Linked DNA regions of Capsicum annuum: region 2 is linked to region 1. Evidence: chromatin contacts called from public Hi-C data. All regions are on one chromosome and are shown on one strand. Each heading gives the region's core, a stretch centred on a gene start, on an enhancer-like site or on the middle of the called end of the contact. The rest is flanking DNA. Distances are from core to core; before and after follow the strand shown. Region 1 holds the start of LOC107867737 (mitogen-activated protein kinase kinase kinase 3-like). Region 2 overlaps LOC107867736 (transcriptional corepressor SEUSS).

What was found. Hi-C and Micro-C count contacts between places; a contact is called where the count stands out from the background.
Region 2: a contact with region 1 is called in a Hi-C map of leaf, with 2.3 times the contacts expected there. The contact joins the enhancer-like site here to the promoter of LOC107867737 in region 1. A contact is called at or near these places in 4 of 5 Hi-C or Micro-C datasets (bud, leaf and placenta).

The regions. Positions count from the first base shown.
Region 1 is chr4:171,660,100-171,666,097 of UCD10Xv1.1, reverse strand. LOC107867737 (mitogen-activated protein kinase kinase kinase 3-like) reads left to right here and starts at 3,974. Exons shown (of 10, transcript XR_007054476.1): 1 at 3,974-4,488; 2 at 4,680-4,949; 3 at 5,677-5,764; 4 at 5,870-5,932.
Region 2 is chr4:171,829,522-171,835,845 of UCD10Xv1.1, reverse strand. LOC107867736 (transcriptional corepressor SEUSS) reads left to right here. Exons shown (of 10, transcript XM_016714112.2): 8 at 37-130; 9 at 842-911; 10 at 1,346-3,186. The coding sequence ends at 2,391. Among protein-coding and RNA genes, the nearest start is that of LOC107867736, 11 kb to the left of the region's middle. Within about 2 kb of position 2,040, at least 1 of the 5 cell types and tissues checked has an H3K27ac peak or open chromatin away from gene starts, as enhancers often do. A contact at or near this core is called in leaf, where this site is marked.

The DNA.
Region 1 (5,998 bases), core at 2,725-5,224:
CTCTTATTCTTCTCTACTTTATTTCTTATCACAGTAGAGAAGAAACCTTAGAATTTTTTAGTCTATGCCTATCAAAGGGTATGTCAGACTGATGGAGCTACAGACATATTTATAAGTAAGCTAGGGACTCTTAGACAAATAACTCTAACCCTATGGACTTTCATAGTTTTGCCATCAAAAAGATATCACATATGCATAACTTAGAGGAAAAGTAATTGACTGATTTATTACATTAATTGGGTGGCAGACTAAGTTTATTACCAAAAATATGTAGGTCATTAATATGTAATATTATACACAATATTCTTACACTAAAATCACAATTTACCAAAAATTAAGGGGACAAAATTTCTTTTTTTCCTAGTAAATTTTATACTAGCGCTTGTACTCACAAATATCATTAAATGGATTTTGTTTATTTGTCGAACAATTGAAAAAACAAATTGTGTTAAAATTAATCTAAAAAAAGTAGCAATATGAAAGAAGAAGTAGAGAAGAAAATAAGGAGACAAGAGATGAGAGCTTTTTATTCTTTCAAATATCAAGTTTATAAGTCTTTCAAGTATATACAATATGAAGCCTTATGCCTCTATTTATAATCTTCGTAGAGGCATATAAAAGGTTGATCATAACATTAAACAAAAAGATCATGGGAAAGGTTAAATAGTGTGAGAGATAATAGTGTGTGGAGCAGTGGATGAATAACTATTTATCATGGAAAAAAATTAGTTTTAGTAACTTCTTAAGAGTTATGAACATCCACATAAATATTACTCCCTCCATCCCATTTTACTCGTCTCAATTTGACATTACACATTGGTTAAGAAAAATAATTAATGGCATGGCTATTTTACCATAGTACCTTTATTAAATTATATTTACATTTTATTTTGGAGATGAAACAATTAAAATGAAAAATGACAAGTAAAATAAGAAATCAAATTAGAAAATCTCGGACGAATAAAATGGAACGGAGGAAATATTTTATAACAAATTGTTCTTTAATTGCATTGTACCGAAAGTGGTTGCAAGTGCAATTTTCCTAAGTAATACAGATCATGATATATTATGGGCTTAGTTTGGCTCAACATCAATCAAAGTCACAAACAAATTAATTTCAATATATAGAATCAAAAACTCATTAGTAAGTTTCAAATCAATAACGAGAAACACTTCAAATTGCGAGAGGGTGGGGACAAATTTTATTTAATTTATGACCAGCAACCATATATACCATGTGTGTTGCAAACAGCTCCCCGTGATTTGAACTATTGAACAACAGATAGATACATCCGTTTATCACATAATTTGTACTATTAAACATCTTTAAAAAAAGAATAAGATCCGATTGAAATAAATCTGATTAAAAATATAACAAATTTGAAATTACAGAGAAATATTTTTTTTGTTTGATTTTGAGAAATCAAAATATAGTTATTAATCAAAATGCTATGCCATCCTTCTTAAAATAATCTCGAAAATTTTTCTAAAAAGACAGGAGATTTGATTGTATAAGAGAAATAAAGAGAACGAACTTTTTTCTGTCTTAATTTAAAGAGAGTGAACTTGTTCCTTTTTCCATCTTAATTTAGCTCCTTTTTAATACTATTATATTATTGATTGTCGCTTATTGACTGTCTTAACTTTTTAAAATTAATTAGAAATTTTATATAGCTAACAACAAGCAAATATCAAAGGTACATGAAGTTTGGTGAATACTCATTTTCGATTCCCTTATACAGTTGAAGAAAGTTCTAGAAAGTACGAAAAAGAAAAAAAAGTAGAAAAATATTTAAAATAATTATAGGACTATTCGTTTGCATTCTTTTTATGGCGGCAAGAGTACTCTCTAGGATCGTTGTGCTTATCCTAATTACTGTATTTATTATACAATTCTTTAAGGGGACGTAGAACAAGTGTTGATGCATATGAAAATAAGTTTACACTGTACCGAAAGTACTTTTGATAATAGAGGATCAATAAAGAAGAAAAACCATTTTTAATTTCCTATTTTTGAGCTTCATGTTTATTTTTTATAAATTCTCAAATATGAATTGACATAGCTAATGTGGTAATTCTCTCATTTTCTTATCCATTAAGCAAATGTCAAGGTGTATTGATTTAGACTAATGTCTGATTTTGATATGGCTAAGGATTTTTTAAATTTTTTTCAGGTCCATCTTTAGGAAATTTCCTTAAATAATTCTAGCACGTAAAAAGTAATATTTTGTCTGGCTTGAACTTTATAAGTAAAAGAATCTTCATGTTTGTCATCAACTTTGTAGTTGGGCGATAATTTTCAATTTATGCATAAGATAATAGTCAGGAAAAATTAGTCAATGAAAAGAAGGAACAAAATTTACAAAAATCAAGAAGTACATTAGCAAACATAATATACATATCAATAAAAAACTTAAAAGGTTTGCCTTGCCTTATTTTTCTGATCGATTTGGAATAAAATTCATCAACAATAATAATAATATTTACAATGTAATTTATGAGAAAGGATAATTACATTCCATCACGAAAATTTTAGGTACTATGCATAAATTTAAACCTGATTGTGAATTAAGATGTATTCTTCCGTCACAAATATTATTATTATTATTATTATTATTATTATTATTATTATTATTTATTTATTTATTATTTTTTTCCTTCAAGTGAAGTAATCCTTTCCCTTTCAATGCCCAGGATGTCACCGCGTCGTTAAGAAAAGAAAAAATAATTAATCAACATTTAAGATATGATATAATAAGAGTTTATACTAGGGAAGGTATGTATTTAATGAGATAATAGACTCAAGTGAAGCTTCCCTCCATATTCCATTCACCTAATTATCCCCAAAGTTCATAATACTTTGTAGTAATCTGTGAGCTATGTTCTTTTTTTTCTTTGTTTTGCTGGTGAACATTCAAACTAGGAGTAGGACAGAAAAATATTCACCTCCATTCCTAGTCAAACTTGAAAGGGTTGCTCAGTGCACTAAACTTTCATTTATGCGCGGGATTTAAGGAAAAATTGAACTATAAGAGTTTACTATTATACACCATCTAATCTTACATTTCTTTAACGAACTATTTATGTGCCTGAATGTATTACCTTCTAATTATAAAACAATAACTTTATCAATTACTCAAATACTCAAATACTCACATTCGATCCTAATCAAACTTGTGGGGCAAATATGTGTGCCTTCTCGATATTCCCAATCTTTCTTCCTATCCACAATTGGCGTCAACTTCAAATATTATTTACTAACATTTGCATGCAGCCGGCCCCAACTATTGATTTTTCTTTTCCTGAAACAGTGGTGTTTCGATTTGAACGTAACTCAATTATTTTATCGAGTACTTATTACTACTTTTTATCAATACCTGGCAGACCTGAGTCTCAACCAACACCCCTTCATCAAAAATTATATTATATATAATTAGCTAAAAATATTTTTTTTATGTATATATAGTATTATATATTGTATCCCTTGATTTTTTCGTAAATTTACTTTTTTATATTTTAATCGATCGTTCTCCTTGAAGAAACTTCGGACTTCGACATTGCCAACACCAACTATCATGTAATTTAGCTAGTACGATTTAAACATATAAAAAGAAATTACTTAATATTGTTTTGCATGTGTTTTTAAAGACATAGAACTTTGATCTTTCATAATTTTCATCCCAATTTATTGACAATATGGTGCACATCCTATGGCATGAACGGAGGTCGATCGGATCTAGTAATTTTAGCTCAAACCTTATAATATATTAAAAATAAACTAACTATATATAAAAATAATCTATAATTCAGTTACCATCATTTTTTATCCCTATCCCAGAATCAAGAACTCATAAAATTCAAATCTTAAATTCGCCGCTGTCCTAGATGCAGCCGTCTCCAACTATTGATGCAACCGGCAAACTTATCTACGATATCTTAACCAAACCCCATCATTTTCTTGTTCGTCTGGAAGATGGTGGGGAGAGGGGGTGGGGGGTCCCTCCAATTAAACAAACAACACTCTTGTACACGGTTTAACATGCTCTTATATTACCCACAAACATTTCAAAACTTGAGCAAAATATCCCAAAGTGTCACGATTTGAAACATACTTGACAGTACTCTCGTCCCAACGAAAAGTTAAATGGCTTCTTGGTTTGAAAAACAACCCCTCCAGCTACCCAATGAACAAACTCCTCCAAGAACTTACAAAAAGTATGGAGTAAATAAGTCAAAAAGCTTTGATGAATCCATCTTGATACCCAAAAATTCTCCAACTTGTTTTGCAGCTAATGGATCCTATTCCTCATCCTATGCTTCTCATTCCTACACATGCACAAAAGACAAGAAACTTCACCCTCTTTTTCCTTTGCCTTCACCATTAGATTCACCTCATTTCTCTACAAGATCAAGTAGTGGATCATCCTCTAGCTCATTTCAGTTCAATGATGATGAACAAGGGATTAGTCCATTATTTAGTCCACTCAGGTTTGTACAATCTTTCTTCTTCGTCGCTAATCCATTGTTAAATTGCCCGTACCTGATAGAATTTTTATTAGTCCGTCATTGGATTTGTCCATTGCTAATTCCTGTAGTGCATTGTCTTTTCCTATAAAAGGTTCATCTTTTCTTTTTCTTTAGGGGGGTTTTGTTAACATGTTAGTATAAACATTGAACAGAAACAATTGCAATGATTGGTCAAGAACATCAAATGAGAGTTCAAAGTCCTCCTCTTCTTGCACTTCACCAACAACATATCCAGTGGTATGGGGAAAGATTTTGGATTCTCCTAGTGGAAAACAAGAGAAGTGTAATCATCCACGCCATTCTCTTCCTCTTCCACCGAATTCTTCAACTAATAAAACAGGGCAAGCTCTCGGGTCCAAATGGAAGAAAGGGAAGTTGTTAGCAAAAGGGACATTTGGCCATGTCTATGCTGGATTTAATAGGTATGTCATGACTTTCACTCATGCTATTTTACATATATTTGCTCTTTATTGAAGGACCTTTTCATAGTTTAATATATGTACACTGATAGTATAAAAAATATTTACTGAATCAGGTTACTTAAGGTATTTATAGGTAAAAATTCGTGAGAAACAATAATTGATAACCTGATAAAAATAATGACCAACCTTGCTACGATAAGTTAAACTACATTGATTTTTATGCCATGAGTGTATATAACTTAAATCCTCTCATGCTATTGTTAAAGGTAGCTAGATATTGAGAGTACTGGCACCTATTGCACACGGCGTTCGATAACGTAGGTTCGGTAGAAGGATTGCTCCATAGTTCGAATCCCTGATCTACAAGTGTCACACAAAGACAATTTTATTGTTGCTCTAAGCTCCGCTCCTAAATGTTGAGACTTGAAATATCTACTTTGTCTCTTTGCCAAGGGCTTATCAAAGATAAAGTGTTACTTTAAGCCCAGTGACCGCCCATGATTTACTATTGTTCTATAGATCTTCCCTTATTTGTGTCATCTGTTGGCATAAGCCATAATTCAGCAAGTGTTAGAAAATCAACTTCACCTTCATTGTTCAAGAAAGTAGGCCATTTTTCAAGGAGAATAAATAACAATAGAGCAGAAAAGAAAGAAACATAAGGATAAATACAATTAATGGATATTTGAGACCTCACTAAAAGCTGTTCACTATGTTTCTGCAACAGTGATAATGGACAAATGTGTGCTATAAAGGAAGTGAAAATCATCTTTGATGACACAACATCAAAAGAACGTCTCAAGCAGCTGAACCAGGTTAGTATATTTTCTACTCAAATCTAACAATTTTACATGGTCTTTCATTTTCTTTGTTATTCTTAATGATGATTAGTACTAACAAGTTAGTTTCTTGGTAAATAGGAGATCACATTGCTCAGTCAATTCTCACATCCAAACATTGTGCAATACTATGGAAGTGAATTGGTATGGCTCCTTTGTGTTCGTTCTCAAAACAAATTATGGTTTCTTTCGTCTTATAATGATAAATTA
Region 2 (6,324 bases), core at 791-3,290, 170 kb before region 1:
AGCACCTCTGAGGTTTGACATCTAATTTTGGTTCAGGTTCGTTGCCTCAGCTCGTCAGTTGGCAAAAGCTTTGGAAGTTCCGTTGGTTAATGATTTAGGGTATACAAAGAGATACGTGCGATGCCTTCAGGTGTGCACCTTGTTCTTATGTTGGAAGGGTCTTATTTTGGGTTTGGTCTTTTTTTTTGGATTTGTTTGGAGATACTCCGATCATATCAATGGGGATATTACTGCAAATCGTTTCTGTTAAGACTATTTAACTTCGCTACCAGGTTATGGTTTGCCTTTCCTGTGTGCGATATTTGACTCAACCAGTTCTATCCAACTTCCTAATCCTCTTCGCCCTTTCTCTTTTTAATCTGCTATCTTCCTATGGAATTCAAAGCAAAGCTGGAAGTGAAGGTCGAAATTCAGATTTTGTAGCATTTAGCAGCTTAGGGAAATTGGCCATTGTTCTTTTGTCAGTATTAGAAATTCCTACAGATAACTCTGATTAATGTATGAACTATGAAGTAGCTGGAACATATTTTGGCCTTAGGATAGAGATTCCTAACGTATTCTGTTCTTCCTTTTTGAGAAATGTTTTCCTTCACTTTTCAGAGATTACGGTATTTCTACAGTATTATTTCAGTGGGTCATCAAGGGTCTAGCTACAAGTATTAAGCACGTAGCCTTGACTTTTTCCCAGTGTCTCAATTTTAAAGTTTTAGATAGTCTGACCGAAAGTGCATTCAAATGGTTTACTTTCCTGATGTTATTGTCTTTTACCTTGATCTTCCCTTTAATTAAACGTCTTAGGGGATATAATTTTATAATTTACTGTGTACTGGTGCCATTGCAGATATCAGAAGTGGTCAATAGCATGAAAGATTTGATTGACTACAGCAGAGAGACAAGGACAGGGCCTATGGGTAAGTTCTGCTCGTTTATGTTTTTACTTGTTTCTGCTGCTAATTTAAGGTTTTCTAAAACCCCCAGTTAATCTCAAAAATGAAAAGTGAAGTTGCAGGGGCTAATCTTTCTCTGTAGTTTGATGGTTTAGAGATATTAGGATTGATTGGTGGTATTCATCACTTGGCATGAATGTTATTTATCTGTCAAATTTTCACGAAAGATGATGAAATTGCTTTTGAGGTGGAAACTGGTAAAACCTACCTAATGTACAGGTGAAAAAATCCAAACTGACTGTTTGAATGCGGATTTTATTCCCTGTGCATTTAACTTACTGAATGTAAAATAGTGCATTTTGTAGTTTATGAACTTAAGCCTGTGAGTACTGCATGGGTGTTGGGGTTGACGCAATTCTTTAAACCTTACAATTGTGCTTGAAATTTGGCCTTTTCAGAGAGCTTGACTAAGTTTCCTCGGAGGAATGGTTCATCAGCTGGGGTACAGGGTGCAACTCAACCATCTGAGGATCAGTCTCAGCAGCAGCAGGGGCAATCTCAGCCACAGCAGCAGCAGACGCCACCGCAGTCTCAGCAGCAGCAGCAGCAACAACAACAGCAGACAGCCAGTAACTCAAACCACGAGAGCTCTGTCCAGGCTGGTGCAATGCAACTTGCTTCCAGCAATGGCATTCCCAGTGTAAACAACTCTTTGAACCAGTCATCTGTTACATCGTCTAGTAGTACTGTTGCCCGGCTACTGCACCAAAATTCCATGAACTCTAGGCAACAGACCCCAATGAATGGTGTGAGCAGTCCGTATGCAGGAAATGGTGTGAACAGCCCTTATGCAGGAAATGCTGTTCAAATGCCTTCACCAAGTTCTTCAAATACAATGCCACAGTCTCAACCAAATTCATCCACATTTCAATCTCCTACACCGTGTTCATCAAGCAATCCACCACAAACATCACATGGTGGCTTATCATCAGGATCGCACGTGAATTCTGCCAGTTCCCCGAATATTTCAATGCATCAACCCACTCTTTCCAGTGATATTGATGCTAATGACTCTCAGAGTTCTGTACAAAAGATCATACATGAAATGATGATGTCTTCTCAACTTGGTGGAGGTGGCCTCGTAGGTGGTGGTACCATGGGGAATGATATGAAAAGTGTAAATGGGTTGATAGCAACTGCTAATAATTCCATTCTTAACGGAAGTAGCTGCTTTGTTGGGAATGGGACAGCAAATGCTAATATAGGTATGGGGCCAGGATATGGGAACATGGGCAATGGACTGAGCCAGGTTGCAATGGTCAATGGAATCCGGTCTGCATTAGGTAATAATTCCATGTCAATGAATGGGAGAGTAGGCATGCCAATGTCACGAGAGCAAGGTATGACTCAACAGCAACAAGATTTGGGGAACCAGCTACTTAGTGGTCTAGGAGCAGTCAATGGTTTCAATAACCTTCAGTTTGACTGGAAAACATCTCCCTAAAGGTTTTGACTTGGCTGTGGCCTAGAAGGTATGAACAAAGTAACAATATCCTTCAGAATATAGGGGTGCATTCTTGTGGTTGTAATTGCATATTTGGTCTTCATGCCGCTGCTTTGTGCTGCCAAGATAACATGAGTTTGCCTTGCACACTGAGAGTAGATATGGTTCCTGAAGAGAGCATTGCAGGGCTTGCTTCCGTTTTAGTGATCTGCGAGAGAAGGAAAACATGTAGCACAGTAATTTCATGATTGAAATGTTATATCACCTGAGGTTGCATAAGATTCGTCTAACTTGATTATGTCTGGTTTAATACCTCTACTTATTTGCACTAACAGACTTGAATAGGACATTCCAGGAGTGACTTGGCGAACACTTGTAGCCTTTTGAGGCATTTGTAAACGACCAGCCTGTTGAGATCTTGCCCATCCTATGCTGTACGTCTGCCACCACTCCGGAACATGAGTGTATATAGTCGTGGATTGTGTGGGAGGAATTTTTATTGTAGTACTTTCAGGAGCTGGTAGAATTATCACTTGTTCTATGGTAATGTGTCTTAATGCAATCACTTTATTTCTCCTCTCCTGACTCCTATGTTTTTGTATTAGTTAGACAGTTTTGATTGTTGTGGTTGCTGGCTTTTGGAGTGGCTGGATGCTAAAGATGAGGACTTCACCTATATGGAGGAAATCTGGTATCAGTGCTCGAGTTTTTTTCTGTGTTTTCTGTCAGTAGTTGTATTTACCTGTTAGACATTGATACCCCGTCTCTAATCCACAAAAGAAACAGAATTTCTTAGTTTTGTCTTTACGGTGGCTAAGCAAAGTGCTGGCTGTTCACTCACGTTTTGGTAGTCTAAATGGGGTACTGCTTGTACTTTGATGGAGATGCATTTGGTGTTTGGTCGACTCGGTGTTTATACTAAGGTAAATATATAATATGCGTTATTTACATAAACGTCAAATAATTTGCTCAAATAAGACACTTGGACTTCATTTGAAGTTTGTGCGTAACAAGATTCTAATCTTACGGATTTCCAACATCAAGTCAATTATTTAGGTTGAATTTTAATCAGTTCGTGCGGTTGTTTTCATAATTTTGCTTTATATAAGGAGTTTGAATGGATCAAAATGATTAAGATCTATTATATAGTTGTAATATTGTAGAGATGTATGTTCAAGAGTTTTTACAAAATTGGAATGAGGTTCGTCTCTACATCCATTTCCATCAGTTTGCAACCGCCCATCATTACCATGACCAATCACTTTAAGTCAGTTAAAGCCGTCATTTATAATTATCATCATTGATGACAGTATCATAACGACAGTCGGTTCGTCATCACTTTATATAGTCAGTTGTTTAAGTTATCTTCATTTAAACTATTTAAATATGGCTTCTAAGCTATAATACAGAGTGTTTTGTGCGTTGAACTGTCAATGCGATATCATAAGCACTACATAACTGGTTTACAAATTTATATAGGAAGGGTTTTACGCAAGTTTTGTTGATACGCGAGTGAGCAACACAACATTTCAAAAGAGTAAGTTGTATGAGTTATGGACACTTGTCGATTGTCATAATTGGTCGCAGTGAGAATCTTGTTCTTTTTGGTGTGTGGCGTCCAGGTCCAAATTGGCTTTTGAATTTTTGGATCGTGACACAAACATTCATAGTAATCTTATCAAGTCCAGAAAACTCGCTTCTAAAACATCAAATTCTCTTGTGATGTATCTAGCCAGACTTCTATTACCTTTTTAGGCAAGAGCTCATATATTCTCCAAAGTATTTCTTGTGGACGGGTAACTTGTGCAACAATGTCCGAAACATAATTATACATGCCGAACCGAACACATGCTTCTTGACCTTATTGAACTTTTCATAGAAAGATTTTATCTTTTTCCATAAGCAATATTAAACTCACTTTCAGATGAAGCTAAACTGTAATCTGATGATAATACTGCTAACGCAAAGTTTAATCTGATGATTAATACTGTTAACGCAACCAACAGAAAAAAGAAAGAAATAGGTGAGAGATTTATAAGTGTTTGAATGAGATGGTTACTTGACCGTACTTTTCAAAAGGATGAACATCTATTTGTTTTATTATATAGTAATAATTAAGTTGTCCATAAATATTTAAAGACACAATTTTAACATAACCAGGGCCCACTTTTCTCAAAAGAAGTTGGACCTTTGTCTACCAAAAACTACATGCATAAATTATCTTAAGTACTCCCTCCGTTCCATGAGTATCCGTTTCATTTTATTCGTCCTAATTTGACATTGCACATTGATTAAAAAATAATTAATAACATGATTATTTTACTATAGTATCCCTATTAAATGATGTTTACATTTTAATTTGAAAAAAAATAATTAATACTAAGAGTAAAAAAGGAAAAAAGAAATTGTCTTGTCTTGATTAATGAAAAATGACAAGAAAAATGAGAAATCAAATTAGAATATTTGAGGCGAGTAAAATGGGATGGAGGGAGTACTTTTAAGAATATTTATTGCAGGTTGTAGGTGTACTCTTTCATAATTATAAAATTCAATTTTTAATCACAAGCAGTGTTTTAAAAGGCGGTCTGAGGCAAAATTTGGGGCTTGTCTCGTGGCGAGGCAAAGATAAAAATGCATCGAGCCACTGTGGGGAGGCGAAAGTCTTGAAAGACGAATATCGTGTAATTTGAGGCGAATGTCTAAGTGTGGACCACACCTTTATTCTTGGACGTAAGCCTTAAAATTTTTATAAATTAAAATTCTTAATCAAAAGTTAAAAAGAAAAACTAAAATGTCAAACTTTAAAGTATTTAATATTTTGCCCAACTCTTTTTATTAAAATATTTCAAACAAAAATCTTTTGTTCTCCGAACAATTCTTTTTTAATATCTTTATCTGTACTCTGTAACTTTACGCTATCACGCTAGATATTAAATACAAGAAGGTAAACACTTTCTTCTTCCTTTCTCATTATTCAAGTTCCTTATTTTCTAATTTTCATTTGTGACTCATAATTTTGTATTTTAAATTTTTATTTTTATTATTTTGTGCTTCTTCTAAAATACAATAAGTGATAAATAATAAAGTAATGAGAAAGTGGGTGATCTCTGATTCAGTAGTTTTTTCAAACTTTTGGTTCAAAATTTTTTTAATTTCTCAATTCATTATTTGCATGGTCCATTGTTCATATCCTATAATCTTGTGGTCGGGAATTTAGAGTTATGTTTTTTTTTTTTTTGTTATAGATAAGTGGTGTTTTTGAGGATATATTATGATTTTTTTATTATTATTATATGAAGATTCACTTCGATATTAATTGGATTGTGTGGTTTTAATTAATTTTTGTAACCCTTAAGTAGTTTTAGATATATCTTTTATTTTTTTTTTTTTTTTTAATAATTTTGATGTTTTTTTTTTTTTTTGGTGATTTATATTTTTTAAAAATCTTTATTTTTAATTATATTAATATATAAAATATTAAAAAGTAAAGAATCCACGAGGCTTATGCTTCATTGCCTCGGGGCTTTCTCCTCAACCCCGTCAGGTAAAAATCCTCATTTTACACTCCCGTCTTTAAAAATATTGATCACAAGTAGTCGTAGTTTTGATAAAATATTATTAAAAATATTTTTCTTACAAAAATCATAGATATTTATTAATATGTCTCCTAATTATTTTTTTTCTTTTCCTTAAATAACTCTTTGCTGATATTAATTCTCAATATTTCTCCCTAAATACACATTTTTTTATAATCTTCATCTCTTTTTTCCCTTTACTTTTTCCTAATTTGTCATACAAATTCAAGATTCTTTCTCTTTCTTGTTTCTCCATTTTCTTTCATACTTATTCCTTTATTAAAAATAGTTTTTTATACATAGCTTACGTGATTTTCATGCTTTCATCCATGAATATATATATATATATATATATATC